Linked DNA regions of Oryctolagus cuniculus: region 2 is linked to region 1. A link is a contact called in public Micro-C data. All regions are on one chromosome and are shown on one strand. Each heading gives the region's core, a stretch centred on a gene start, on an enhancer-like site or on the middle of the called end of the contact. The rest is flanking DNA. Distances are from core to core; before and after follow the strand shown. Region 1 holds the start of WIPF1 (WAS/WASL interacting protein family member 1). Region 2 overlaps WIPF1 (WAS/WASL interacting protein family member 1).

What was found. Hi-C and Micro-C count contacts between places; a contact is called where the count stands out from the background.
Region 2: a contact with region 1 is called in a Micro-C map of ear pinna, with 2.1 times the contacts expected there. The contact joins the enhancer-like site here to the promoter of WIPF1 in region 1. A contact is called at or near these places in 3 of 6 Hi-C or Micro-C datasets (ear pinna, psoas muscle and an unstated tissue).

The regions. Positions count from the first base shown.
Region 1 is chr3:66,472,120-66,478,813 of mOryCun1.1, forward strand. It overlaps WIPF1 (WAS/WASL interacting protein family member 1), which reads left to right and starts at 1,896. Exons shown (of 8, transcript XM_008258766.4): 1 at 1,896-2,072.
Region 2 is chr3:66,517,402-66,524,280 of mOryCun1.1, forward strand. The region is part of intron 1 of WIPF1 (WAS/WASL interacting protein family member 1); the gene reads left to right. Among named protein-coding and RNA genes, the nearest start is that of WIPF1, 47 kb to the left of the region's middle. Within about 2 kb of position 2,005, at least 1 of the 8 cell types and tissues checked has an H3K27ac peak or open chromatin away from gene starts, as enhancers often do. A contact at or near this core is called in ear pinna, where this site is marked.

The sequences.
Region 1 (6,694 bases), core at 646-3,145:
GAGACGGCATGCACCAGGAACATCTAACGGGAACATCTAAGGGGAACACCTGAGCAGCCCCCGAGAGAGCCGGCCGGCGGTGTGCCGCTCCCCTGCGGAAGTGGGGAAAGTGGCCAGGGGGAACCGCCCTTCCACGGAGGTGGAAGGGATAGTAGCCAACCCGGGAAGAACCAGCAGCAAACCCGGGAAGGGCCGAGCAGACGAAAGAACAGCGCAGGGTCCTGTGTCGTTCCTCCACGAAGAGGGGGAGCGACATAATGGTGCCGTGACTCGGATAGGAAACCTAGGCAGGGCTTAGTGTCGTTCCTCCGCAAAGAGGGGGAGCGCCGCGGCTCACTAGGCTAATCCTCCGCCTTGCGGCGCCAGCACACCAGGTTCTAGTCCCGGTCGGGGCGCCGGATTCTGTCCCAGTTGCCCCTCTTCCAGGCCAGCTCTCTGCTGTGGCCAGGGAGTGCAGTGGAGGATGGCCCAGGTGCTTGGGCCCTGCACCCCATGGGAGACCAGGATAAGTACCTGGCTCCTGCCATCGGATCAGCACGGTGCGCTGGCCGCAGCGCGCTGGCGGCGGCCGTTGGAGGGTGAACCAACGGCAAAGGAAGACCTTTCTCTCTCTGTCTCTCTCTCTCTCACTGTCCACTCTGCCTGTCAAAAAAAAAGAATGAGGTAAGGGCCAGCTTGGGGCCCGGTGGGGTTAAGCTGCTGCCTATAATGCCCCATCCTATATGAGCATAGGTTCTGGTCTCAATTGTTCCACTTCCAGCAGCTTCTTGCTAATGCGCCCAGGGAAAGCAGTGGAAGTTGTCCTGAGTTCTTGGGCCCCCACAGCCACAAGGGAGACCCTACATTAGCTTCCAGTGACCCAGCCCTGGTTGTAGCTGCTCTTTGGGGGAGTGAACCCGCAAATGGAAGATCTGTCTCTTTGTTGCTCTCTCTTTCAAATAAATAAATTTTAAAAAGATTTATTTACTTTGAAAGTCAGAGGTAACACAGAGACGGAGAAAGATATCTTCCATCTGCTGGTTCAATCCCCAGATGGCTTCAACGGCATGCAGGAGCTCCACCTGGGTCTTCCACGTGGGTGCAGGGGCTGAGCACTTGGGCCATCCTCCATTGTTTTTCCCAGGACACCATCAGGGAGCAGGATCAGAACCCGCACCCATATGGGATACTGGGTACTCGCCACAAAGTCGGCCCCAATAAATAAATCTTATAAAAATTTTTAATTAAAAATTTAAAGCAAATATATACAAATGGATTTACTTAGGGACAGAAAGTCTCCAACGGTAACAGAAGAGTTACCCGTGACTAGCATGTCACAGCACAAGCCTGCACCAGCGAATGGTGCAGGAGCAGAGAGATCCTAGGGCCTTGGTTCCGCAGCACCTCCATTCCGGCCTCCCCGCCTGCACTCACAGGACACGGGGCCTTGGGGTGCGAGCAGTACGGCTCAGTGGTTACGACACCCACCAGAGCTACTTGTCCTCATTTTCAAATGCCCGGAGGTCCGTACAGCTGGCCCTGGGGGCGTCGGCCTGCACCGTGGGCCGGGGTCTCCCAGCTGGACTCGGGAGCCCCGTTGCTGCGCACCCGTCTCCTCCGAGGCCGTGGGCAGCGGACTAGCACCGCATCCCCACGGGCAGCGCGCGCACGTCCCCCACGCCTCTCCCGGCGACAGCGGATGCAGGCAGGGCCTCTGCGAGCTGCGCTCCGTCTGCAAAATGAACTTGGATTTAAGGCATCTGTTCTTGGAGAACAGGAGGCAGAGGCTTTCCCCTAGCAGGGGAAGCGGGACGCCCCCTCCAGGTCCCGCTCCTCGGGGAGCAGCCGGGAGCACGCGAACTCGCAGCCCGAGGGGAGGGCGCGGCGCGCGGGGGCGGGCGCAGGGCCGGCGGCGGGGCCGCGGCGGGGGACGCGAGCCGAGGGGGAGGGCTTACATCCCGGCCAAGTTCCCGGATGGTCGCGGCCTCCCGGCGCCGAGCGCTTTTCCTGCCCGCCCGGACCCAGGGAGAAGTTTCCCAGAAAAAATGCCCGGCGCGCCACGGGGCCCTGGAGCCGCCCGGAGCCGCTGCGCGGTAAGGGACGCGCGGGGACGAGACCTGGCGTGTCGGGGGACGCCGCGAGGCCGGGGCTCGACGGCGGGGCTCGGAGGCACCTCTTGGCACACGGGAGCCGCGGGTGGGGCCGCCGGCGACGTCGAGCCCGGTCCCCTGCGGGCCGTGGGTGCGGGCGCGGGGCCCCGGAGGAGCGCGATTCAGGGCGGGACCGGCGTCCCTGGGAGGAAGGGGCCGCGGACGGGCGCAGCGCGGGACGCCGGCGCTCCGGGGCTGGGCGCGCCACCGGGCTCCGCGGACCCAGGGCCAGCCCCTGGAGTTAGGGACCTGCTGCCGCCGCAGTCCACCTCGCGGGGATCGCATCTGCGTCCCCCACGCGCGGGCAGAGAGGGTCTTTCGGGCATCCCCCGGGCCGCGGCCATCCTCGCTGCTGCAGCAGGCGCGCCGCTTCCCCGCCAACCTCCCCGCAGGGCGGCGCACGCCAGGAGAGGCACCGCCGGTCCCCGCCAGCGCGCGTCTCCCGGGGCCTCTCGAAACTCCCCGGACGGCTTCCCTTCCTTTTTCTCACACTTTTCTGCTTGAAGCAAGTTGCCAGTGTGTGAGGGGAACCAGCTGATCCAGAGCCTCAACTGGTGGTTCGACTTTGGACCGAGATTAACAAAGGGCGTGTCTGTGAGGATCTGGGCCGGGCGGGGTCCGCGCCGTCCCGCTGGAACGCGCCCCGGTGCCCCGGACTCCCCAAGCGCCCAGGGTCGCCCTCGCCAGCCCGGCCCCCTTGGAGCCTCCCTGAACCCCCCTTTGCCGCACCGCTAACCCTCATACCCCAGGCGGGTGGAGCGTATTCCCATCCTTGGCTGGGTTTTCTTTGCCAGTTTCCCAAAGTGATTTCAGAACAAAACTGTAGCTTCATTTTGAGTCACTAAATATTTTGTTCCGCCTCAAAAACTCCCTTTGGTGTAACTTAAAAAGCAGCCCCGAGACATTTTCAGCTTCACGTTGTAAATCGCCTTCTGCCTTTCCGGAGCGAGAAAGCCCGCTCCAGTTGTCAGCTCGTCTTTCCCCACCCTGCAGTGCTCACCACCCTGCCTTCTCCCTGCCCCCCGCCCCCCCCCCCCACACGTTTACTTCCTCAGGGCCCTGGAGGTGCTCTGCAAATCCGCAGCTCCGACTAGGAGCCGCGAGCGAGCGCAAGCTGCACGCTCCATTCTGCAGGTGTAATTGAAACTGATCAACCACACCCTCTCGACCCGCGCTGTGGCTTGGGCTCCTGGACACACTGTAAGGTCGTGTGACGTAGAGCAAAGAGATAGGTAGGCAAGTTAAGACTGGGGGGATTTAGAATGACCTCACTTCCGTGCCTTTTCACAAATTAAGTGTCTCCCGCGTGCTGAGCTCTTTCTGGTGCCATTGGGTGTGTCCTGCAGCTGGATCCGTGGTGGGATCCTAACCTTTGCTGTTCCTCCCTCACAGCCTGTGAGGGTCAAGTGGAATGGATAATGAGGTGTGGGAGAGCAAAAGCAGTGTGGTCCACACCGCACCAAGACCCAGAGTGGTGATGAGCTGAAGGGAGCCCCGTTGTGGACAGTGTTCATTCAGTATTGGCTGTGCATGCTGCCTGGTGTATCCAGGTGTTCCCAACTGGTAGTGATTTTAAGAACACAAGCAGCTTCCACAACACACACTAGGAGAATAAAATGAAACAAAAGTGCCTTTTGTTGCTGTAACCTCCATTTTTTGAAGTGTTTGATACTTGGGGTTCGACCTCCCAGAGCTGTGGTCTTCTAATGTGATCCACCAGATTCCTAATGATTTCCACCAGAGGTCTCCGCTGCTGTTTGCCAGCAGCCCGCAATTACTCTGTGGTTCCTGAAGGCTCGGTAGGCTTGTTTGTGCCTTGTGCTAGCCAGGACCCATGGATGGGAGTCAGGCCAAACGCTCCCTGAACATTGAGGGTCCCTGCTAGAGGTTGTAGCTATGCTGTATGCTAGGGGTACATGGAGAGCCCCAGCTTACCCGGGGGGGGGGGGGGGGCCCTGAGTGCTCACCTTCTGCTGGCGATGAGCGTGGTTCAGACAACAGGAATGCAAGACGGAATGTGACGGGTAAGATGGAAAAGGGAATTGAGAAGAGTGGAATTACTTCCAGCTGCAGAATCAGTCTTTCGTGCGTCTGTCCATTTAGTAAATATTTACTAAGTGTTTGCTCCGTGCCTGGTCTGGGAAGATTAATCGGCTGGTTCACGTTGTGTTCCGCGGTTCAGGCTTCGCCTCCCTGTGCAGACGTGGGGCTTCCTCGCTTGGCCTGGTGGTGTGGCCCAGCTCCGACACGCGGCAGCTGTTCCTCATTCTGTGGCTATTACGGTCAGGGCCGGTGATGAACCGTCTCCTGTAGGCTTTTCCATAGCAAAGCTCCACGTTCCCCAGAGCATCCCTACCCCCTCACACCTTCTGGTGGTCGAGTGGTGCTGTTCTACATGACAAGCTTTAACCAGTACAGGGGAGTTGCGGAAAGCTAACTGGGGCTTGATTCTGGGAGCCTTGGGCGGCTCAGGCCTCTGTTTCCTTGAAAGCCCCCGACCTGGGTGGTGTGGATGTGCTGCGGCATGAGGGCAGATCTCCTGGTGGTGAGAGCATGGGCCAGGAAGTCAAACAGACCTTGCTTCCGGCCCAACAAGAGCTCTAAGTCCTGTTTCCTTACCTTTAAAATCAGAGCAACAGCCTCTGCCTCCGAGGGTTGGATGAGGTCAAGGGCATGCATCACGCAGCGGAGATGGATACTGCTGCTACTTGGCACCTTTGGGCTATTAGTATAGCATTAGTGTTATTATTATTGTCAGTGATAGCATGTACAAGATACCGTTTGGGCAGATAGCCTAAATGTAGGAACTACTTTTTATACATAACATGTCATAATGCTACAATACAGAACATATACTAATAATCCCTTAGCTAGTGTTTCATATCAATCATCTCAAGTATTCTGTGTGTTTTTTAAAGACTTATTTGAAATACAGAGTTACAGAGAGAGGGAGAAGGAGGGGGAGAGAACAAGGGAGAGGAAAAGAGCGAGATGCCATTCACTGTTCACTGCCCAAATGCCACAATGGCTGGGAATAGGCCAGGCCCAAGCTAGGAGCTTCATCCGGGTTTCCCACATGGGGAGCAGGGGCCCAGGCACTTGGGCGATCTTCTGCTGCTTTCCCAGGCACCTTAGCAGGGAGCTGGACTTGAGAGTGCAGCAGCAGGAACTCCAACCAGGTGCCCACTTGGGATCCTGGCGTTGTAGGCGGCGGCTTAAGCTGCTGCCACAATGCCGGCCCCTCATGTATTCTCTTAACAGCCCTGCGAGGGAGAGATCTCACTGAGAAGAATCTTAGTACTGGAGGGGCTGACAGCCTGCGGTGTCTGCTGAAGAAGGGGTGCCTATCCCCTATCCTGTGAGGTTATCTTTATACATAAAGGGTAGTTAAGCAGAGATAAGGCACATCATTTTCCTGGCTGGTTGACCCCAGGAAATATCAGATCAACGCGCTATGGCAGTGACACAGTGGCCATCATCCTGTGGAGGTGACCAGTGGATGAGACTCTCTTCTTGAGGCTAGCTGGCTTTATGGCAGGTACAGCACCCAAGCTCCCGGCTGGGGGTTCCACTGCTACTTCTTGTGACTGGGGCTCAAGGAACCCTGCTCAGCATTGTAGGATCTGCTGGTTGGTGGCAAATGCTTGTTGAAAAGGCAGAAACAGTACTTTGTTAATATTCATAACAGAAGAATCTAAAATAAGCAGGCGATACAATTACCTGTAATTTTTGCTACTTAGTAGCTTTGACAATCATGGGTCATGTTGTAGAACTCATTGCTTTGTGACATTTTAGCATAGCTTACTCTGAATATGTTTTTCTCTTCTAATAAGCCATGTTCCCAGGGTAACTCAATGTCTTTCTTTCATCTCCCAATTATATTAATTTAAGTGAGTGAGATTCTTCAAAGATTTCTGTGACCTGGCCCAAACTTTTTTTTTTTTTTTTGACAGGCAGAGTTAGACAGTAAGAGAGAGAGACAGAGAGAAAGGTCTTCCTTTCCGTTGGTCCACCCTCCAATGGCCACTGCGGCCGGCGCACCGCGCTGATCCGATGGCAGGAGCCAGGTGCTTCCTCCTGGTCTCCCATGTGGGTGCAGGGCCCAAGCACTTGGGCCATCCTCCACTGCACTCCCGGGCCACAGCAGAGAGCTGGACTGGAAGAGGAGCAACCTGGACAGAATCCGGCGCCCCAATCGGGACTGGAACCCCGGGGAGCTGGCGCCGCAGGCGGAGGATTAGCCAAGTGAGCCACGGCGCCGGCCGCTGGCCCAGACTTTTAAAAATCGCTCCTGGCTTCCTTCTCCCTTCCTTGCTGTTTCCTTCCTTTCTCCCTTGACTGCTTGCTGTGAGCCCTTTCATTGACTCATTTACTCTTCACACAACCTGAGTCTGTACTTCCCAAGGTTACACAGCTGGCATGCAAACCTGGGGCAGTTGGGTTCCAAACACAGCACTTTTCCTCCTGGCTTCCTCATCAGCTTTCTTACACCTGCTTTTCAGGTTTGGGCTCCAGGTAGACTGTGCTTTTCCATTGTCATCCGGTCACCTTCGCATTGCCATTCC
Region 2 (6,879 bases), core at 755-3,254, 45 kb after region 1:
AAAAGAAGTAGAGTTATAGCCAAGAGTATCAAATAAATATCCATGAGGCTGTAGTGATACAGTCAGATGAATGAATGATTTCATAAATGTGGAGAGGAGATAGATTGCCCATGCAGAGGGATTCCAAGTAGTTCACAGGTGCTGCATCCCCCAGGACTTCCTTCCACAGCCACTGCATGGGCAGGTGGGGAGGTGGGGGACACCTTCAGGGTGGAGAGACCTGACGGACACTACCGCAGCCAGGCCGTCAAGGCCAGCGCAGACAGTACTAAGTCTCGTTTTTTGATGTGTGTGCACGTGATCAGAGTAAAATGGTGCCTTACCTGTGTGTGGTGCCCCTCCAAATGCTCCTTCATCCCAGTCTCACCGTGAGACACATCCCAGGCGTGGCACGTTCTGCACAGTCCCTGCACGATGCACCTCGAAGCTGCAAGGGTCATGGGAAACCAGGAAAGTCTGAGGAGCTGACACAGCCAGGGTTAGCCTGAGGAGCGTGGTGACTGAATGTCATGTGGAACAGGAAAAGGACATCAGATGCGAACTCAGGAAGTTGAGTAAACCACGGGCTTTACTTAATGGTGCATCCCTGTTGGTTTATTAATTATAATTTATATTTCATCCTGATCCTAATATGTTAATGTCTAGAGACTGAGCGTAGGAGGTATGAGAACTCTCCCTACCGTCCGTTCATTTTTTCTGAGAATCTACAGCTGTCATGAAAAACATAGTCTGTTAAAAATGTGTATGTGTCTAGGCAGAAGGAAAAATTCACAGAGAGAAGGCCTGTTAGGGATTTTTAAAGAGAAATGATAAACTGTTTGTTCAGACTTTTAAAAATGCCCATGAGAGCACAGCTTAAGCAGAACATACATAATCTTTGTTGAAAAATGGAACTGGCAGTTTAACCCAGAGTGGGACACTTCCAGATACCTTCAAATGGAATCATTATTATTTTTCATCTGTGTAGTATTTTGTTTTTTCCCAAGTTCTTTGTGATTTCTGACTCCAAGATGGCAGCTTTGCCGTGTCTGTAGCGTGGACAGGCGTCCTGGCCTCACCGGCTAACCTAAAAGTGCGGCTCCATCAGAAAGCCTGCCATCACTGGCAGGGTGGTGACAGTTCTGGGTGTTTTCAGAGCCAGCGGTGCAGTCAGCGGTGGGTCCCCGACCCTGGCTCCTGGGGCTGCTTTTCTTCCGTGGGGCGTCCCCTACGGAAAACTTCCCTGGGGAATTGCAGGGTAATAGCTTCAAGACGTGGGTCTTGCCTACAGTTACCTTTCTCAAAGACACAACCAAATCCCTTGGAAAGCGGTTTTTAAAGAGAGTGCTGTCAGAGCAGCCACACAGAAACAGCTCTGGGGTTTGTGCGCCGAGTCATGCCGGCCGCCCTGTGGGACATTCCCTCAGTCCAGGACATGGTTTTACTCCCACTCACCACTTCCTACATCCACAAATTACGGTCTGCCTGGACCTTTCTGAGCGCTGCGGGCACTGGAAAGAGGAAGACAGCAACCAGAAAGCTAGAAATGGCGCCTCAGGCTCTTGCCTTGACCCTGCCCCAGGTGCCTCCTGGTCTCCCCTGTCCAGGGCAGAGAGAGGCAAATCTGGGCATTCTCCAGGGGGCTGTTTCGGGGTCATCCTTGGAGCCCCCCTTGCCCAGGGCTCATCCCCGCCCCTCCTGCCCCCAGAAAGACAATGCCAGTGCTTGCAGGGGAAACCAAGAATTGGTGTATTTTGGAGGCTGGTGGTTTGGGGGGGGGGGAGGTGCGGGAAGCATTTGTCAGTTGTTCAGCTGGGATGCGGCTTTGTTTTCTGAATCAAGGCTGAGTGCACACTGCCTGACAGCAGGACTAAATAGACGCCGTGCCAACTTGAGACTGGCCAGGAAATTCAGGTTGAGTGGCTAAGACAGCAGTAGGATCCAGAACCCTGACCGAGACCTGGGTGTGCTTCTTCAATGTGGTGCTCCCCTAGAAAAGAGTGTGGGGACATCCTGGAGGCCACACCCACCAGGGCCCCTCCTCAGCAGCTCTTGGGGGTTGGCCGGAGAGCACCCAGGCTCCAGGCTTCACCACAGGGTGCTGCCCCTGCTCAGCGGCACCCCGCAACCCCAGCATGAGGGGCCTGGGGCTGAAGACTGTCCCTGCCATCCCTCCCTCCCTGTGGAGTCAAGAGATGCTGGGGGCCCAGCCCTTACTCCCCCTGGCCTGTTTCTTTACCTGCGCCCAGGGAGCACCCTGGACAAGCTGGGGGACCCCCACAGAGACGGTCATTGCTGTAACCATGGGGTTACCCCATGTGGAGCGAGCAGCGAGCCGATCTTATCACATGCCTGTGACCAGGCTGAGAGGCAGTGGAAGAAGGTGCAGTGAGGAAGTGTGATGTCACGTGCAGCAGTTACAGGAAACTGACTAGAAGACAGCAGGGGAACTTGAGAACTCCTCTTTTTCAGCGGACTAAAACAACTCAGGTCAGTGCTTATTTTTTTCTCCAGGAAACCTTTTGTAGTCACCCTAAAATACCTAACCGATTCTCTTTTCTTGACATGTCTTTAACTGTTTCTCTAATGGGAAGAAATTGCTCTGGGTTTGTGTGTATGGACCAGTGCATAGCTGCTAACCGCACGTTGTTAGAGGAACAAACATTGAGCCATTATGGTGAAAATGAAATTCTCAGAAGCTCTTGCTTCCTTGTTTAAAACTTCGGTGCCTTTTAAATACACAAAACTTCAGATGTTCATGAAATAACTTATTTTATGGAGTTCAGCGAAGCCTCCCCTCGTTGTTGCTGATTAGCATAAATCTGAAATGGGATAGATCAGCTTGTGTTTGCAGATGTATGTGGGGTGTTCAGCGGCATCAGAAAATGCAGAAATGCTGCGCATAAAAACATGGGCCGCAAGGCTGTGGGCAGAAGGTGGCTGTGTTCAGTGGACTTTCCATCTCACAAAACTCGTTTGTTTTGCCTTGTATATCATATTAAAATGATTTGTCAGGTCTTTATTAATTCTTGAGTTTGTTTTTTTATTTCTGCCCTCTTTTTCCCCCCTTTCCTTCTCTTTACTGACATAAACGGCAGCAGAGAGGAAGGGGTTGGGCAGCTTGAACTTGAGATGAGGAAGTCTTTGCCTGCATAAGAGTTTAAGAAGCCAGAGCAGCGGGGAGCTGCAGCACAGCAGAGCCTGCAGAGGCCATGAGGCTGAGCTGTTCCTAGAGCTCTCTTCTCTGCCCTGAGCTTCTGTGGAAGGGAAGATTGGAGGGTGTACTGAAGAGCCAGACGTGTGGCTGGAGAGTTGGAAAACAGGAACCCAAAAACATCTGAAAGGCCCGAGATGATCCATCCTGTGGCCAGTGAGGGACAGTTTCCAAGAAGTCAATAAAAGGCCCTTACACGGTGGCCCCTGGGGTTCTCAGCCTCACAAGAGTGCTTCAAGATGGACTGAAAGGGGAAGTTTATTCTGGTGCAAAACATTTTGAGATCTGTGCATAAGAGGGGGTCTTCAAAAAGTTCATGGACAAATGCATGTTATGGAAAACTGCACATAGAGATTTCTAAAAAGTGCACCAAAATAAACTTAGTTTTTCATCCTGCTTCCATGAGCTGTGTATCTGGAACACGGAAATGCCTCTAATCTGAGTTAGGGAAGGTAATTGTTGGGTCCTTGAACTGTCGGTAAGCTCTAGGACAGGCCAGCCAGACAGGTTGCTGGGCTTTTTTTGGATGTTTTGGAACACATGTTAGATGCGGCTCTGCGTGAACGCAGTCGGGCGGGCTGGGCAGCAGCCGGGCTTCCGGTTCCATCCGCGTCTTCATTCCAGCCCAGAGGGTGCTCCAGGAGGAGGGCGTCACGGCGTCGTGCGTTGTTTATATCCCGTGATGAAAGAAAAATTGTTGTTGATGATGTCCTCAGATTGCCACATATTTTTCATTTTTTGCTACCGTGTTATGCAAGAAAATGGAGAGGAAGCAGGCAGACTCGGGGAGGAGCCTCAGCCTGGCCGCTGCAGAGCCCCCCTCCCCCAGCTCTGATGGGGGCCCGCGGTGGGGATTGGACTTTATTGTGGACTGGAGCCCTTTATGCAAGCACCTGGAGGAGACCCTGGGGTGGGCGCCACAGTGGGATGCGCCTGACGCCGTCCGGTGAGCACCAGCACTAGGCTCCCAGCTCAGCACTGGCTGCACACCTCCGTTTTGCTTTGCTCTTTCACTTCGAGCCTTGCTGATAGGGGAGTGTGGTGTCGTGCTAACCTGCTGCACACACTGGAAAGGGGCTTTTGGTTCCAGTGCTCGCCAGACGGGCCTGAGTTCGCCCTTGCAAATGCATCGGTCCACAAGGGGCGCCCACTCCTTCGGGGGCATCTGGGTCTCCCTGGCCGTTTCTTAGCCCCTCCTCCGCCTTTCGGCTTCCGCTGCATACCTTCGTGTTTGCGATGCAGGCAGAGGGTGCTGGAGCACCCCTGTTAGGCGGCGCCTCGGGGCTGGGGCTGGGGCTGAGGCCTGCGAGGAGCTGGAGCATCCCGGTGGCAGGTGGAGAGCACCGGGGCCGTGAGTCTCGAGTGTGCATTTTAGGCAGGAGTTACCGCGGGGCTGAACACCGAGTTCAGTTCAAAGGTCAGAGTGGAAAGAGACCAGTAGTCACCTTTATTTAGCCCAGTGAGAAAATGGTGACATTCGCGGGGAAGAACATTATGGACACATTACTGAATTCTCGAAGTAAGAACAGGGCTGACTGCACAGCTCCCTCTTCTCCACACCCTCACCTGCCAGGGCACTTCAAAAAGGTCATGGACAATGGCATGAAAACGTATTATTTTAGTGCAAATGATTTTTAAGCACATGCAGTTTTTTCATATATGTGTTTTTCATGAACTTTTTGAAGAGCTTTCGTGTGTGTGGATTTCAGGAATTTTTGCATCAAAATAAATGTCTTTTCCTCCCATTTTCTGTGGAGCTCCCGCAGTGCCCTGATACAGGCCTCTCCTCTTGAGTCCCGGCTAGCTCGAGTCACGCTTCAAGTAAGCATGCACAGCTGTGGATGGATACACACCAAACACTCGTGTTAGTAACGACAAGAAAATAAGAAAGAAAACTCTGAGGAGGGCAGCCTTTACAGGATAGAATTCATTCATCTTTGGTCACATTGTGAGTTGCCGGAGCAAATCCAGAGGCCCAACCCTCTGGGGAGAAGTTCCTGGGCACTGTTACCACGGTGACACAGGAGGATGCTGGGATGCAGAGGGCTGGGTTTCAATAAAACACACATAACGTACACTGTGCCGTCCTAACTGTGAAGTGTATGGTTTAGTACTGTTAAGTGTATTTACGTTGTTGTTCAGCCAATCTCCAGAACCTTTTCATCCTAACTGAAACTTGACAGCCACTAAATAGCTCCCTGTGGCCCCTCTCCCACCAGGCCCTGGCAACCATCATTCTACCTTCTGTTACTAGGAGCGTGACTGCTCTAGGTCGCTCATACGCATACATGTGGAATCATGTGACTGCTTTATTTCACTTAACAGCTTTCGCATCTATCACGTGGTAGCATGTCAGAATTTTATTTCTTTTGAAGGCTAAATACCATTTTGTTGTAGGTATATGTCATAATTCCTTTGTCCATTCATCTGCTGTTTGGGCTGCCTCCCTCTTTTGGCTGTTGTGAATGATGCTGCTGTGATCATGAAAGCGCGAATCTCTCTTTGGGACCCTGCACTGTTTTTTGCCTATAACCTAGAAGCGGGATTGCTGCATCATCATAAGGCAATTCTGTGTTTAGCTTCTGAGATTCACCCAGGAATATGCCTTTGCATCCCATCCTCCCTCCAAACAGACCACCTGGAGGATAACCCCAGAGTGCCGTGGTGGGGGAGACGCGGCAGCTTGGCGCCGCCTGGGTGGTGACTCGTAGGAGGCGCTGTCTTCTAACTGAGATGGACACCCATCCCACTGCCAGGGAAGGGATTGCCCGTGTGCCTCATCCGTCTCTCCCTCTGCTATTTCAATTTCCCTCCATTTCTTCGTTAGTCAGAAGGTTAGTGCTGTTAAAAAGAAAAAATCCTCCATTGCTTCCTCTCTGCCAAGAAATGGCACCAGAAAATGACAAGAATGGCTACGTTTGTTATGAAAATGACAAGAACGGTTTATGAAAGGGCAGAGAAAGCTTTTCCTGGGAAAGAATAAACTGGGAATAGATGCGTTGTCAAAGTGGAAGTCTGACACAGTGTAACTGCCTAGCGTGTGTGACAGCCCATGCCTGCATGGTGCATGCCAGCCATATACTGCCCACACTGTAAATTCTCAGTGCATATGAGAGCTTGCTGCTTGATTCCAGTGACATATTCACCAGAGTGCTTATTCTGGTATTTTCTGGCATGAATTCAGCTTTTTTCTTCCTGTGGTCATGCCTAAATTTTAATACGTCGTATTTCAAATTAACTCTGTATTATTTTGTATTCCTAGTATGGCTTAAAAACAGCCTTTTGTCACAGTAGGATACAAGATATGAATGTGTGTGTGTGTGTGTGTGTGTGTGTGTGTGGTATAATAGGGGGAAATTCTTTAGAACATAAGTTTTGTCAATTAAAAGTCATTCTGGTATCTTAGAGCCTTCAGATATTTGGACTCTGCTGCTGGCTCCGGACCAGGGAGTTGTTCCTAACTACCCATCTAGATGCATTGGGAGGGTCTGTCGTTGCACTGTCCCTTCTGTAAGTCACCGCTTTGCTCAATGGTGGTGACTTGGAGCACCGTCTTTGATTTCCAGGCCAGCAGCAGGTAGACTTAGTCTTCCTCAGAGGCTTAGGGAACCTGCGGAATGATCCTGACTCCTAAACACTGGGGTGGGACCAGCAGCGGAGAGGCTGCCCAGCTCTGCAGGAGGCCG